Regions from separate parts of the Mus musculus genome. Here region 1 is linked to region 2. Evidence: chromatin contacts called from public Hi-C data. All regions are on one chromosome and are shown on one strand. Each heading gives the region's core, a stretch centred on a gene start, on an enhancer-like site or on the middle of the called end of the contact. The rest is flanking DNA. Distances are from core to core; before and after follow the strand shown.

Region 1 (6,911 bases), core at 470-2,969, 140 kb after region 2:
GAAATTTGATCTACTAATTGCAGAAATGAAGACCAGCAATCTGTGCAAATGGAAATGAAGGCCAATTAGACACGATTAACATGTAGATTCAAAAATAAGATAGTGCAGCATTCTACTCTGAGTCTCTGCCAGTAGAATTTAACAAATTAAAACGAAATGCAGTCAAGTTGAAACATCAGAAAAGCAGGTTATGCAACATCCTGCGAGCACCTCAAGACCTGCTTAATGGATTCTCATACTTGGAAGATGGGGTCCCCTCAAACAGTGGTTTTTCTCTGGCTTGAGACCCGAGCAGCTTTCTGAAAGAAATGACATGCCCAACACATGGGGACATTTTTAGCTCATCCAAATAGCAAACACAGGTGCCCAAAGCGTTCCCATATTGTTGGCATTTAAGAATATTTTTACAAAGGATCCTACGAGATCTAGTTTAAAGGGGCCACTTAGCTACGTATTAAATATGTAAACATTGTGGCTATAGAGTAGGTGATGAGAAAATAGAAGTGAAGATCATAATTCTCGAGTTGTTTTTAGGTATCCCCTGCACTGTTCCCAAGGTTTCATTTATACAAAGCTTTAGGCTGTAAGGGTGCAAATTAAGCTTTGCTTGAGGGCAGCAAGATTTACTTAATGACTATCTGCAAATCACTGCAGGGAGGAATGTTATTAGAGCACAGAGAAGTAAGCGAACTGTGCCAGGAGAAAGCTGCCCTAGCTGCTGGCTTTGATCTCATCAGCCCTCGTAAAGGCCGCTCAATTTCTGCCTCGTGTTTTATAGGGACTTTCTTCTGAGGGGAGCAAAGCCCAGCGCAGACATTATCTAATTCCTCCTCGTAAGACTCAAGTGAGGACGGGTGGGGCTGCTGTTATTATTCCCCAACCCATTTTACGTGTGAGGAAATAAAGTACAAGGTTAGGTGAGTTTCCCAAGGTCAAATGGAAGTTGTACAAGAGCAGAGAGCATTCCTCTCAGGGTTTCTCAGAGTAGTTCAGAACCTGACAGATGAGACACTGGGCAAGGAGCCCCAGACTTCGAGCCAGAGCACTTCTGATGTTCACCGCTTTCTGTTGTTGAGCCTGTTGTGGTATTGGATGAGAGGCTGGCCCTTCTGGAGTGAACCCTCTCTAACAGAGCAAGGGAAATGGTCTAGTGGCTTGTACCTGCCACTCTGGCACTCTGGAAGCTGAGGCAGGAGGATCAACAGTTCAAGGCTGGCTATCTAGCGTAGGCCACACAGCAAGACCCTGCCTCAACAAGACAATAAGTAAGAACAGCACAGAGTGTGTGCCACAGGATACAGCCCAGTTAGATTAGTCTAGTACATTTTCAAATAGTGACATATAGGAAGGGACCACAGCATGTTAAATGTCCCATGTTTATGACCCTTATGTTGGAATTCATAATTGAAAATATGAAAGTAGATTATCAATTAACTTTTTCATTTAATTTTATTTTAGTTTAGACTTAGTTCAAATTGTCTATCCCTGTTTTTTGTTTGTTTGTTTTTGTTGTTATTTTTCTGTAAGAAGTCAACTATTTCAACCCAGTAAAGACATATGTAGGTCCCCATGGCCTTGAGTCTTTCTGACACCCTTTATTTTATGACCCTAACTTAGACATAGTCATAATTCCTGAGCCACACTCAAAGTCTCACCTGTGATCCTGAACAAGTATCTCACTGCCACAGGGCTGTCACTTCCTTCCTGTCTCGCTCTGGCCTCACCTCTCTTTATCTCCGGCACTGCCTGTGGGGCCCATGATAAGTCATCGCCACCAGACACGGTTACTCTCACCAGGCATGCTTGCCACCAGGGCCGGGTTCCCTTGCCAAGCTGTGTCCTCTGGAGCCTTACAATTGCAAACCGGTACAGAGCAGGAGCGGAGGGTGGTAGTTTCAGTCTCCATGGATTGTATCTTCCCATGAAGCCCCGCATTTGTGTCAAAGGTTTTACTGTGACAGCCTTAACACCAGCACAACACTGGTAGGCTAGATTAGGGGCAATATTGGGGAACAATTATCATGTGACAGTTGGAAATTCCTCTTCTCTGATCACTAGGGCCCTGGAGAGAAGAAGGCACAATAAGCAGCAGAAACCCAACCCCCAAACTACACTTTAACTATATCATGCTTGTCTCAATTGTTTTTAAGGAAAAAAAAATTTCCCCCAGGTGGTATTTCTAACGTTAATGCATGTGATTCCTAGGCCAAACATAGGCATAATTTCATGGCCTTAGTGAAGTATTAGCTGTCAAGTGACAAAAATTAAAGTAAACGTAATAGATTTTTATCATGTTTTTAAGGTTATCAATTTACTCAATCATGAGGTCCAAGGCATGTGGACCTCTGAGCTCAGTTTATTCAATGAGTGGGTGGTCTTGCAGTGTCTGTCAAATACAGGGGAATGAGAATAGAAATGGAATGTTTATTGATCTGAGATTATACAGCGCTTCTGAGGCTGAACAGGGTCCCTCTTTGTAGATCTACGTTCCACGATTTGTACGGTCACCTTCTGTAGCAGGGCACATTAACTTATGTTTTTCTTCTTCTTCTTCTTATACATTACATCTGTTGCATATCCAATTCACATCTGGAGATAAGAAATTTACAGATCAAAACCTGAGATGAACTGGTAGTTTCTTGTTGTTGAAACGTGAAAAACAATGTCTTTTGGGGAGGCATTTTGGAGGGTCAAGGGCTGTATTCAAAGAGGAATTGTTTAATTTCTGTCTGGTGTATGTCTAAAATAGTTATCTGACTTTCTTTCTGAAATTTTTTTCTCCCTAAAGCAAAACTGAGAGAAAAGTAGAGTTAATGTCTGCCCTCTGACTCCAGGTGTGGGTCGTCGCTCCCATTGTCCACAGTGTCAGAGAGAGGCATTTATTACAACTGACAGGTCATTACCAACCAGCTGGGAGTTCACACTGGGCCTCACTCTCGGTGCTGCAGATCTATGAGTTTGAACAGGTGCACAGTGACATCACCTAGAAGTCCACCGTGGTGACATCAGTATTTCTCCTGCTTCCTACCTCTGGTTCCAGAACTTCTTCTGGTCGTCCTTCAGGCTCCATGCTTTGTCTCTCAGAGTGTCATTCAGCAGCTGAGACCAAGCATTCAGGGACCTTTAAGACTGCTTCCTTCCAAGACCACAGTGTGGATGCTTCAGTCCTGCATTGTGGGGGTGTGGGCGTGGGGTGGGGGGGAGAGGGCAGGGGGTGCAGGATGATTGCAGGGATGGAGGAGAAGGGGATCTGGGAGGGATAGGGGAGGAGGAGGAAGTAAGGAGGTAGTATCAGGTACTGGAGGGGATGGGAAAGAGGTACAGGAGGCCAGGAAATCAAATAAAAATGTATAGCAGTGGGTGATGAGGAACTGGGGGTAACCACTGCAGGCCCCAGATGCCAGGGAAGTGAGAGGCTCCCAGGGCCCAAAGGTGATAACTTTAGCAGAAATTCTCAGCAAAGGGGAAATAGAACCTGTAGAGACCACCTCCACTAGATAGGCACGGCCCCCAGTCAAAGGATGGGGGTACCCACCCATCTCCAAGTTTTTAACCCAGAAATGTTCCTGTCCAAAGGAAGAATAGGGACAAAAAAAAAAATGGAACAGAGACTGAAGGAAGGGCCATCTGGGGACTGCCCCACCTGGGGATCCATCATGCCTACAGACACCAAACCTGAAACTGTTGCCATTGCCAAGAGATGCTTGCTGACAGGAACCTGGTGTGGCTGTTCCCTGGCAGGTGCTGCCAGGAACTGACCAAGGCAGATGTGGATGAGTGGAGACAGCCATCAGCCTGAGCTTGGGGACCCGGGTGGGGGAACTGACAGAAAGCCCAGAGAATCGGAGGGGGATTGCAACCTCATAGGAAGAACAACATTGGCTGACCAGACCACCCAGAGTCTAGACCACCAGACGTGGCTCCAGATACGTATGTAGCAGAGGATGGCCTTGTCTGACATCAATGGTCCTGTGGAGGTTTGATGCCCCAGCATAGGGAAATGCTGGAGTGGTGGGGTGGGTGGGTGGGTGGGTGAGCACTCCATAGAAGCAAAGGGGAGGGAGAAGAAGGTGAATGATGAATGGGGTTGGGGAGTTGTGGAGGGTTAACCAACAGGGAAGTGGAATATCATTTGAGATGTAAAGGAATGAAATAATTAAAAAATAAAATATATTAAAAAAAAGACTGCCTCCTTCCCTTACTGATGTATAATATAGCTGAGGTCCCCTTGTCACACCAAACTTTACTCCATTATCAGGGTGCACCACCATTTATTTATTCATTAGCCTACACACAGACGTCTTGGTGTTTTCTGAGTTGGGGCAGTTAGGAACAAAGTCACCACAAACATTAATATGCATATTTTTGTGTAGACATATTATCTTTTCTGGCTTGAAATATTTAAAACATGACTTACTGTACAAGTATTAGAAATTTGAAGGTTTCTGAAATTGTACTGTCACTTTTCACAGAGCAGAATTTTTAAAGCACTTGGACGTACAAGTTAACTAAACATCTCCATAAACAGAAGTATGACTTAAACCATAAACCCCAAAAGAACTTTTGTGTCCAAACTAAAGTCCTGGAAAAAAATGAGATTTTGCTAGATAAAGTAGAAAGTCCGCTAAAAGAGTTGAAGCAAACGTGTCTTGTCTTACCAAGCAAAAGTTTACCTCCCTAAAGTGTTGTGAAGAGTAGGCATGTAAGACTGGAGGTTGGGTGTGGGGAGATCTACGTGTTGAAAATTAGATTAGTGATCCTAAGCTTTCCAGAATCATCTTCTGGGCTTAGAACCTTAAGGGAAATCTGTGGTTTATTCTAAAGTGAGAGTTGAAGGTTTTGCTGGTCCCACCCTGAAGGATGTATACATTAAGGAAAAGAAGTGGACTGTACAAGTGTATAGACCTGTTGGTAGGTAGTCTGGAGGTAGCCCTCTGGCTGTTACCTAAAGACATAGTCACAGTGGCCAGACACCTAATTGAAGATATAATAGCGAAACTTTACTTCTCTTATTTTTTTTTTCTTTCCTTTGGGCTTTTGACTAGCAAACTTTTGAATCTGCACAGCAGAACCCAGTCATCGGAACTATACACACTGCCTGGCTAATTCTGAGTGCCTGTTAAGAAGTCTGTCCCCAGGGCTGGGCTATGAGTATGAGAGCATGCGCTGCTCTTCCAGAGGACCACAGCTGGGTTCTCAGCACCTCATTAGATGGCTCACAATCACCCCTAGCTTCAATTCAGGGGCCTCTGAAATCCTTAGGCTCTGACAGCATCCACACTCACATACACATACTTACATAAATGTGTACATAGAATTTAAATACAATTATAAATAGTAAACAATTTTTAAAAACTAGAGAGAAGTTCATCCCCTAAGCATTACTATGAATAAGAAAAGTTTACCTTTTTGGCACAGTCAAGATTTTTATCAGCACATGGAGTACAATAGGGTTAAGGAGACCCAAGGAGTTTCAGAATGACTGTAGGTTACAGGAATAGCAAGAAGACACCAAATAGAGGAATCTGGGTGGGGTGAAGAAAGATTCTCTCTCTGTTTGTCTTCCTGTCCTTCTGTCTCTGTCTCCCTGTCTCTGTCTGTCTCTGTCTTTCTGTTTATCTCTGTTTCTCTGTCCCTGTCTGTCCCTCTGTCTCTCTGTCTGTCCCTCTGTCTCTCTATGTCTCTCTGTCTCTGTCCCTCTGTGTCTCTATCTCTTTGTCTCTTCCTCTCTCCCTCTGTCTCTCCTAGTGCAACAGCAGTTAAAATCAGGTTCCAGCCTGAGCGGCTGGGGAAGTCCAGTTTGGCAGCCTCACAGGTATCCCCGTCTTCTCTCCGTGGGAGAAGGAAGAGAAAGCATTTGTTGTTGTTGTTGTGTCTCACTTTGACTTTAAGGACTGTTGCAGCAAGTCCAGGAAGAGGAAGTCATTGATGCCAAGTTATCGCTGGTTCTAGCGGGTATTCCCTCTCGCTTCCCCCCAGAGGTGGGAATTTCCCTAGCTTTCTTCTGCCTTGCCACCGGCCCCCAAGGACTCTGGGGAGCACACAAGTCTTTGCTGAACTCTGACTCCCTTTTAGTGGGATCATGCTTAAACAGGGTGTACTGAATACAGTACAACAGTTGAGGTAGAACTTCAAAGAACCTTTCCCCACCTCTCGGAGGACCTGTCTTCATAGGTTCAAAAGACTTTTTCATCTCATAATCTCAAAGTCTGGATAGAAAGAGATGGAGAATTTTATTTTGTTTATTATCATGGCTATGCTCTGAGTAGAATCCAAGTCCTTACGCACGCTAGCTAGGTACATATGTCACAGCGGGACATTAGTTTCAGCATGATTTTAAAATCTTAAATGAAAAATTAAAAATAGTCTTATAAATTTAGTTTTGTAATTTTAAAATCTTAAATGATTAGGTATTTTTATCCTTTTGTTTGAATAAAATGGAATAAAATATCAGCACATTTATAATACCCTAGTTTTAGGCTCCCCGTTTACTGACCATTGCTAAACAGTACTAAGTACTAGTGTTTTCTGTCACCTGCTATTATATTTCATTTTTGGCTCTAAGATTCCAAAAAGTCACTATTATGAAAACCATGGGGATTCCCCACCCCTCAATTTTCAAAGATATTGACAATTAAAGATAATTTTAATTCTTAGTATTACTTTATGTTCACAGGATGCCTGTAGGGGAATGTATTGCTGGGCACAGACTACACTTGTCCATTCTGTGTTGGTGGGGAAGCATGTGACTGTGTTTGTAAGAGAATTTTGGTTCCACTCGGGGGGTATAGTGTAGCCTGGAGGGTCAAAGAAGTGGGTATATTTATCTTCAATTTTTTTATTCCTCTGACAGGGTTGGGTGAGGCATTGGTTGATGTTGCTGCTTGCTGCTGCTACTTCCTATTCCGTCC
Region 2 (6,341 bases), core at 8-2,507:
TCATTACTACTTCATAATACTATAATGTGCTGCATTGGATACTAAGAAAGCATCCACTGATCATTGGGTATATACCATTGATCATTGGGTATATACCATTAGAGGTATAGTGGGCAATCTGAAGCCAGGCCTGTCTTATGGAACCCTGTCTCTCAAGAGACTCTTTCATCAGTGGATGCTTATGAAAATTTAGTGAAAGCTAAATATCCATTACTAAGATATCTATCATCAGGCATTGATATATTAATGTCAGTTATTGATATATTAATGCTATGTGTTAATATAGCATACATATTGTCAGTTCGTGAACTCTAATCGAGGGTGGAACACCATGCACATTAGGATTTAAATAGTCAGTGAAAGAACCCATCAGCCTAGTTACAAAGACCTACAGCGGTGTGTTTCCATGATACAGTTTTGTAACATGGACATTTTGAAGCCTTGTTTGGGAAAAATGGTAAAGTAAGCATATTTATACACATGAATGGCATGTGCATGCACGCCGCTGTGCCCCACTCTCTACAGTGCACCGGGTCTGGGTGGACTGAGCTCCCCCAGATGCTAGAAAGGGCTTTTAAACCCTCAGCCAGGCAGCAGCACCAGTTTTGACTTGTGCTTTTTTTTTTTCTTTAAACAAAAACAAATCAAATATAAGGGGTAGTGTCATAAAACAAAGGAGAGGATTGTCTTAGGACTTCTCCTCTTAGTTCCTAGCTAACAAAGATCAGCCTTTACAGGGAAGTCAGGAGATTTAGGCTGTTGGTATAAAAATATCAAAAGCTGTTTTTCAAGAAAAGTTTCTCTCAAAAAGAGACTTGAGCAGTCAACTCGGGATGGTAACGGAATTAAATGGCCAGGTTGTCCCATTGAGCCTTTCCTTTTTGTAATGCTGATAACCTGCATTTTTCTCTTTCAGATGCATCTGCTTAGCACACAGGACAGGACCTAAAGGAGTTTTATAAAGTGCTTAAGGGAATGGTGTGTTATGGGTTTTGTTTTTTGGGTTTTTTTTTTTTTTTGGTTTTTTTTTTTTTAATTTGCTTCACACTTTCAAACTTTAACATCTGGTATTTTGAAGCTAATCTTGGTGTGTTGAATGTTCTTAGCCATTTCTCAATCCCACAGTCTTTTATCTTGCTTCTCCTGCTGTGTTCCCACCACCCCTGATCCTATTAGCAACCCCTGAGACAGCCTCAGACTTGCCAAAGTCCTGCTTTGGTTTCAGCTGCTCTTCTGCAAGAGGAAGTGAGTGTTGGGGCTTTTTCTGTGGCACAGTTGTGATAAAGCTGTGGTGGTCTTATCTCTCTCTTAGGTAGTGGCTCTTTATGACTACACAGCCAGCCGATCAGATGAACTAACCATCCATCGTGGAGACATTATCCGAGTGTATTTCAAAGATAATGAAGACTGGTGGTACGGCAGCGTAAGAAAGGGGCAGGAAGGGTTCTTTCCAGCTAATCATGTGGCCAGTGAAAGTAAGTGCACGCAGTCTTCCTGGTACACTATGATAGAACGGAGCCCAAGATGTGATCATTCACTACTCTTTAATGCATGTATTGTCTATATGACCATTGCTTATGTTTAGCATGGAATATTTTTCATCCTCATGATGGGAAAACTGAAAAGGCGATGCACTAGTATGCCAGAGAGCTACTCAGCTCTGAGATTGGAGTGCCTGCTGACTGCCCTTGTCATGCCCGGGGAGCCTGTGGCAGCTGCCCAGCTCTGCTCCCGCCACAGGGGCTGTTGGTTGATTAGCGGCGTAGGAACTTCAGCTCCCTCAGCTCCCACTCTACCTGTGTCCACCTCAGCTCTGGCCGGGGTCTCCGTAGCAACACCAGTGAGCGGGGCTTGTTCCTTCTCAAGTTCACTAAATGAGAAGAAGAGAGCACAAACACTTCCCAGTGAGGCAGACATGGCTTTTGAAAGCTGAAACTAGGCTACCGCAGGGAGCCCAAGGTGGACTGTCCTGGAGGAGGGGCACCCAGCAGGGCTGCTTCTTCGGAATGCATGCTAATTACCTGTCCTAATTGCCGCTGCTGGCCTGGTGGCATGCTGGGAGACCTGCAGCCCACGCGCAGCTTATACTGACCTAGGGGACTTCTTCGCCTTTGAAATAAGGACTTTGAGCGACATCAGCTACGCTTTCGTACACAGACACTGATATGCTGGTTCTGATTGCCTTTTGTTTCTGCAAACAATTATTTATTCCTAATCATTGATTTTCATGCTAATCTTTGAAGCCCCGTTTAAAACATATTATGACTGAATAAATGGACTATTAATTCCTGGCTTAAGTTCCAGAATTTGAGAGTAAAAGGATATTTTTTAAAATTAAAAGGAGGAAAAAGAATGTCTTCCTTGATTGTCATGCTAGGCTCCATCTAGATGAAGTGACTTCCCTTTAATGTCACACACCCCCCCCCCCCCCCCCCACTTACTGCCCACTGGTCCTTCCCAAAGCTGTAGGCTGGTGTCTGTCTTGCTGCAGCTCCCTCCTCCCCTTAAAAGTGCCAAGGAGTGCAAAAAGTACCCACTTTCTGTCTCCTGCAACACAATTTTTAATTTTCTACTTGTCCCTGGTTTGTGTATTCTGTAAGGAACTAATAGCTTGTAAACTCTCCTCAAGGCGAGTTCTTTGGCTAAAGAAAATGCACACTGGAGAAAGCTTTAGGCAGGGTGAAAGGAAGTTGTAGGAAAGGTAACTCCCAAATAGACTTAAGACCGCTTTAAAGTCCTCTCCCACTTGTAACTTCCTGACAGGCATTAACATCCAAATGTCCCTCAGCAGCTCAGTTCCTGAGCCAGCTCTGGTTCAGGCCACAGCTGGGCTGCACTCACAAGAGCTGCTGTGTGCACTCTTGCTGGATGGAGGGTGTCTGACTGACCAGGAGTTCCAGCCTGTTCCCATGCATACCAGGGAAAGCATTACAGATAGGCTTTTACTTGCCAGTATAAAAAGATCACGCCTGCAGAAAGAAAGCCATAGGCTTGCCTTCTTCAGAGGCCACAGACATTTAATGTGCAAAGAGTTAAAACGTAAGAAACCTTATTTTCCTTATCGAGTAGCCCTCCCACAGGGGTGGTTGATGGCAGTGTACAGAGGTGGCTCCTTAAGTCATTGCCATTCTGCAGTAACCGTCTCTCACTGTGTCCTACAAGAGTCAGCGCTGTCTGCACTCGCCACTGTCGTGAGAGCCTCGGAATCCTGGAGAGCTCAGTAGCCGAGTCTCACAAGGCACAGGTTCTCTCCTCTCCTTTTATCCTACTTGTTCCCTGAATTTAACAGAAGGTCAACTGCATTTTAGCAGTAAAAGGGGAAATGACTCTCAGCAACATAGTCCATTCTAACAATAGTGGGAGGGATTGTCCTTGATCTTTATCTGAATCCACGTATGCAAGGCAAATGTAAGAGAGTTGATATATGAACAGAATCTGTTCCCAATGTTTAACTAGAGCAGCAAAATAAAAGAAGACCGCAGTCTCTTGCTACACAGTCTGATTGTGTTGTGAGCCACTGGAAAGAAAATGCTGTCCGTTTCTCTTAATCACAGTCAACACCCTTTTCTCTATGATAGACAGAAACCTCAGAGTAATGCCAACAGATACCCACATGCACTAATATCTCAGAATCTTAATTGTACAATTTCAATTTCTCAATTCCAAATTATTCTTTATTAAAATAGATTTTCATTTTAGCCCTTGAAGATTCCCATGTGGCTTTTTACGCACGTGCACTTCATGTAGATTCAATAGATTATTAGGTTATCATCTTAGGTTAAAGGGGTTTTAAGTTTAAACCTTAGATATAATCCTAAATCCATGTTTATTCATTCTCTGTTCCCCAGTTACCCTTCCAGGCACAGTCCCACATGTTCCTCAGAGCTTGATGCACCTTCCTCCATTCAGGACTTCAATCCCAGATCACTTTCTCTGTTATTAGCTGCCTTTCAGAGGCCAAAGTTCCTCAACCTTTGCGTCATATCCCCTAAGATCATCGGAAAACACAGATATTTCATTCATAACAGTAGCAAAATTACACTTATGAAGTAGTAACATAATAACTTCAGAGCTGCGGTCACCACTTCATAAGCAACTGTATTAAAGGGTTACAGCATTAGGGAGGTTGAGAGTCTCTGCTCTAGGCAGACAAGAGTTCCTTGAGAAGAGCGATAGTGTCGCTCCCTAACATAACCTTGCCTACATTAGGTTCCTGGTAACTGTGTACTAAGAGCACCTAAGGTAAGTGTCCCTGTGACAGCACAGTAGGGGATTGATGCCTTCTGCGGGTCTAAAATCCTCACAGTTAACTCTCCAGTCATGACCAATGGGTCAGACTACAACCCACTTTAACAGTAAGTGCCATATCACTTGCTGTTACATCAAAGAAGTGAATATCAGTGTCTTTACACTTCTGTGTCTACCCTCTGTTGTAGTTTGTTCTTGGGTCGATTTAAATAACTGAATTCCTTCTTTAATTCCAGCACTGTATCGAGACTCCCCTCCGAAGGTAAAGGAGCGCTCCCCTCCTTTAACTCCCAAGGAGAAAACTAAACCAGAAAAGCCTCTGGCTTCTCAAAAGGTATCAATCAAGAATGGGTGGGTGCTGTGTGGGCGGTGCTTTGATTTCTCAGTCTGTATAATCTTTATTTTTCATGCTTATGATCTTCCATTGTTTACATTGTTACTTCTTTTGGTCTGGGCACCAATGAGAAATACATAAAGTGAACATTACAGCCATTTCCAGATAAGGAAACCAAGGAGGCTCAGAGAGGATAAAGTCCTAACCCCCAACCCACAGCCTGTGAGGGCACAGCCCACAAGTGGAGCTGTGACTGTAGGTGCTGCTGTCCACCCCACAGTTGCATCTAGAAGGTACCCGCTGATGCCAGAGGTCACAAGAGTCCATAGAACTCTTAGCTCTATCTCGCTAAGGCAGTTTCTTTCACCTGATATTAACTGAAGACATTTTCAGGCCTTATCAGCCAGAGAAATGCCTTTTAAAGCCTGTGAAATCAGAAACAGTGGTCAGTATCTTTCTTCTGAGAGTAGGAATTCATATGAGTATTGCTTATTAGACCTGTTCTATTGTGTGATGTTAGCTCTTCCCTTAGGTCAAGAAGCCCATCATTTCTTGACTGTGAAGTAGTATGTGTGTGAGTGTGTGTGCACATATATAATATATATATATATGATATATAAACAAGTATATATCGTGTGTGTATCATTGCAAGTCATAGTAAAAGGTTTTGGGCAACTGAGCCCTGGACCAGTGTGTGCTCAGCATGTAGTTACCTTGAGTGCTGGACCAGCATGGAGTTCCTTAGTTCTTCCATACTGAACAGTCCTTTAGCCCCAGATGAAGATGGTAGAACAAGACACTTGCCTGTGTGGGCTTAACGAGCTGCTGGTAAGCCACCTATGAGCTTCAGCAAACTCTTGGAACTAGATTGGAGGTGATATGTATTATATTCCCAATGCGTTGGCAACACATGGGAATAGAGCCTTTCGTTGTGTCCGGGGAAGGCGAGGAATAGTTGCCCGGGAGAAATGCATGGCCTGAAGCTTAAAAGGTAGTGAGTGCTACATGAAGTTAGGACCAAACACTCCCAAAGAGGGGACTTGAATAAGGTGAGGTACATTATGATTGTGTCTGGGGAATCAAGGCTCAAAGGGAAAACGTTAGAGAGGAAATGCAGACATGGGGCCACAAGCGGCCTCGTGACCTCTGCTACCATGCTTAGATTTTATCCTCCAGACAAGGGATGCCCTGGAGGAGGTGACCTGGAAAAGGATATGAAAGGATGCCCATGTTAAAAAGATAATTATAGTGCTGGCGCAGGGGTAAGTAGAGGCAAAGACAGAGGGATGCACGGAAATGAAATACATAAGACTGAACTAGAGGGGTGGGAGATAAGACAGGCCTTTAATTCAGTTTGCTGATCCAGTGAATTGGTGACATTAGAACCTAGGATAATGCTGAGGTCGCTGGGTTACTATGTAAGTGAGCAGGGGACAAGAACTACAAAATGGATGAGCTAGGAAGATCTGGGAACATAGAGGAGAGGCAGAGTGGGCAGTTAGAGCTGATTAGCTCAGTTTGAATTTGCTACTGACATCATCAGTGTTCCCAGGTAGAAATACTCACAAGCATCCAGAAGTGCAGAACTGCGTTGAAGAGGAAGCACAGCTCCATGAAGAGGAATTGGATAGTCAGGGCACTGACTGGAAAGCGCAGTCTGTGCTCAGGGCTGTGGCTCGAGTAAGGCTGGGAAGACGCAAGGGAAGGCAAAGACAGAAGCCAGCTGACACTAATACTAAGGGAGTCAAAGACTGGAAAC

What was found. Hi-C and Micro-C count contacts between places; a contact is called where the count stands out from the background.
Region 1: a contact with region 2 is called in a Hi-C map of the G1E-ER4 cell line, with 2.3 times the contacts expected there. The contact joins two enhancer-like sites. A contact is called at or near these places in 2 of 39 promoter capture datasets (both in embryonic stem cells), 9 of 484 Hi-C or Micro-C datasets (the G1E-ER4 cell line, the HPC-7 cell line, cerebral cortex and 3 more), 12 of 115 datasets of contacts at active chromatin or transcription factors (the 230-238 cell line, CD8 T cells, the HPC-7 cell line and 5 more) and 5 of 9 other capture datasets (adipose tissue, embryonic stem cells, liver and 2 more).

The regions. Positions count from the first base shown.
Region 1 is chr10:21,195,027-21,201,937 of GRCm38.p6, forward strand. No RefSeq gene overlaps it. Among named protein-coding and RNA genes, the nearest start is that of Gm33619, 12 kb to the left of the region's middle. Within about 2 kb of position 1,720, at least 62 of the 459 cell types and tissues checked have an H3K27ac peak or open chromatin away from gene starts, as enhancers often do. A contact at or near this core is called in the G1E-ER4 cell line, the HPC-7 cell line and double positive thymocytes, where this site is marked.
Region 2 is chr10:21,053,669-21,060,009 of GRCm38.p6, forward strand. It overlaps Ahi1 (Abelson helper integration site 1), which reads left to right. Exons shown (of 24, transcript NM_026203.3): 20 at 1,313-1,475; 21 at 4,485-4,582. Among named protein-coding and RNA genes, the nearest start is that of Gm20149, 13 kb to the left of the region's middle. Within about 2 kb of position 1,258, at least 93 of the 459 cell types and tissues checked have an H3K27ac peak or open chromatin away from gene starts, as enhancers often do. A contact at or near this core is called in the G1E-ER4 cell line, the HPC-7 cell line and double positive thymocytes, where this site is marked.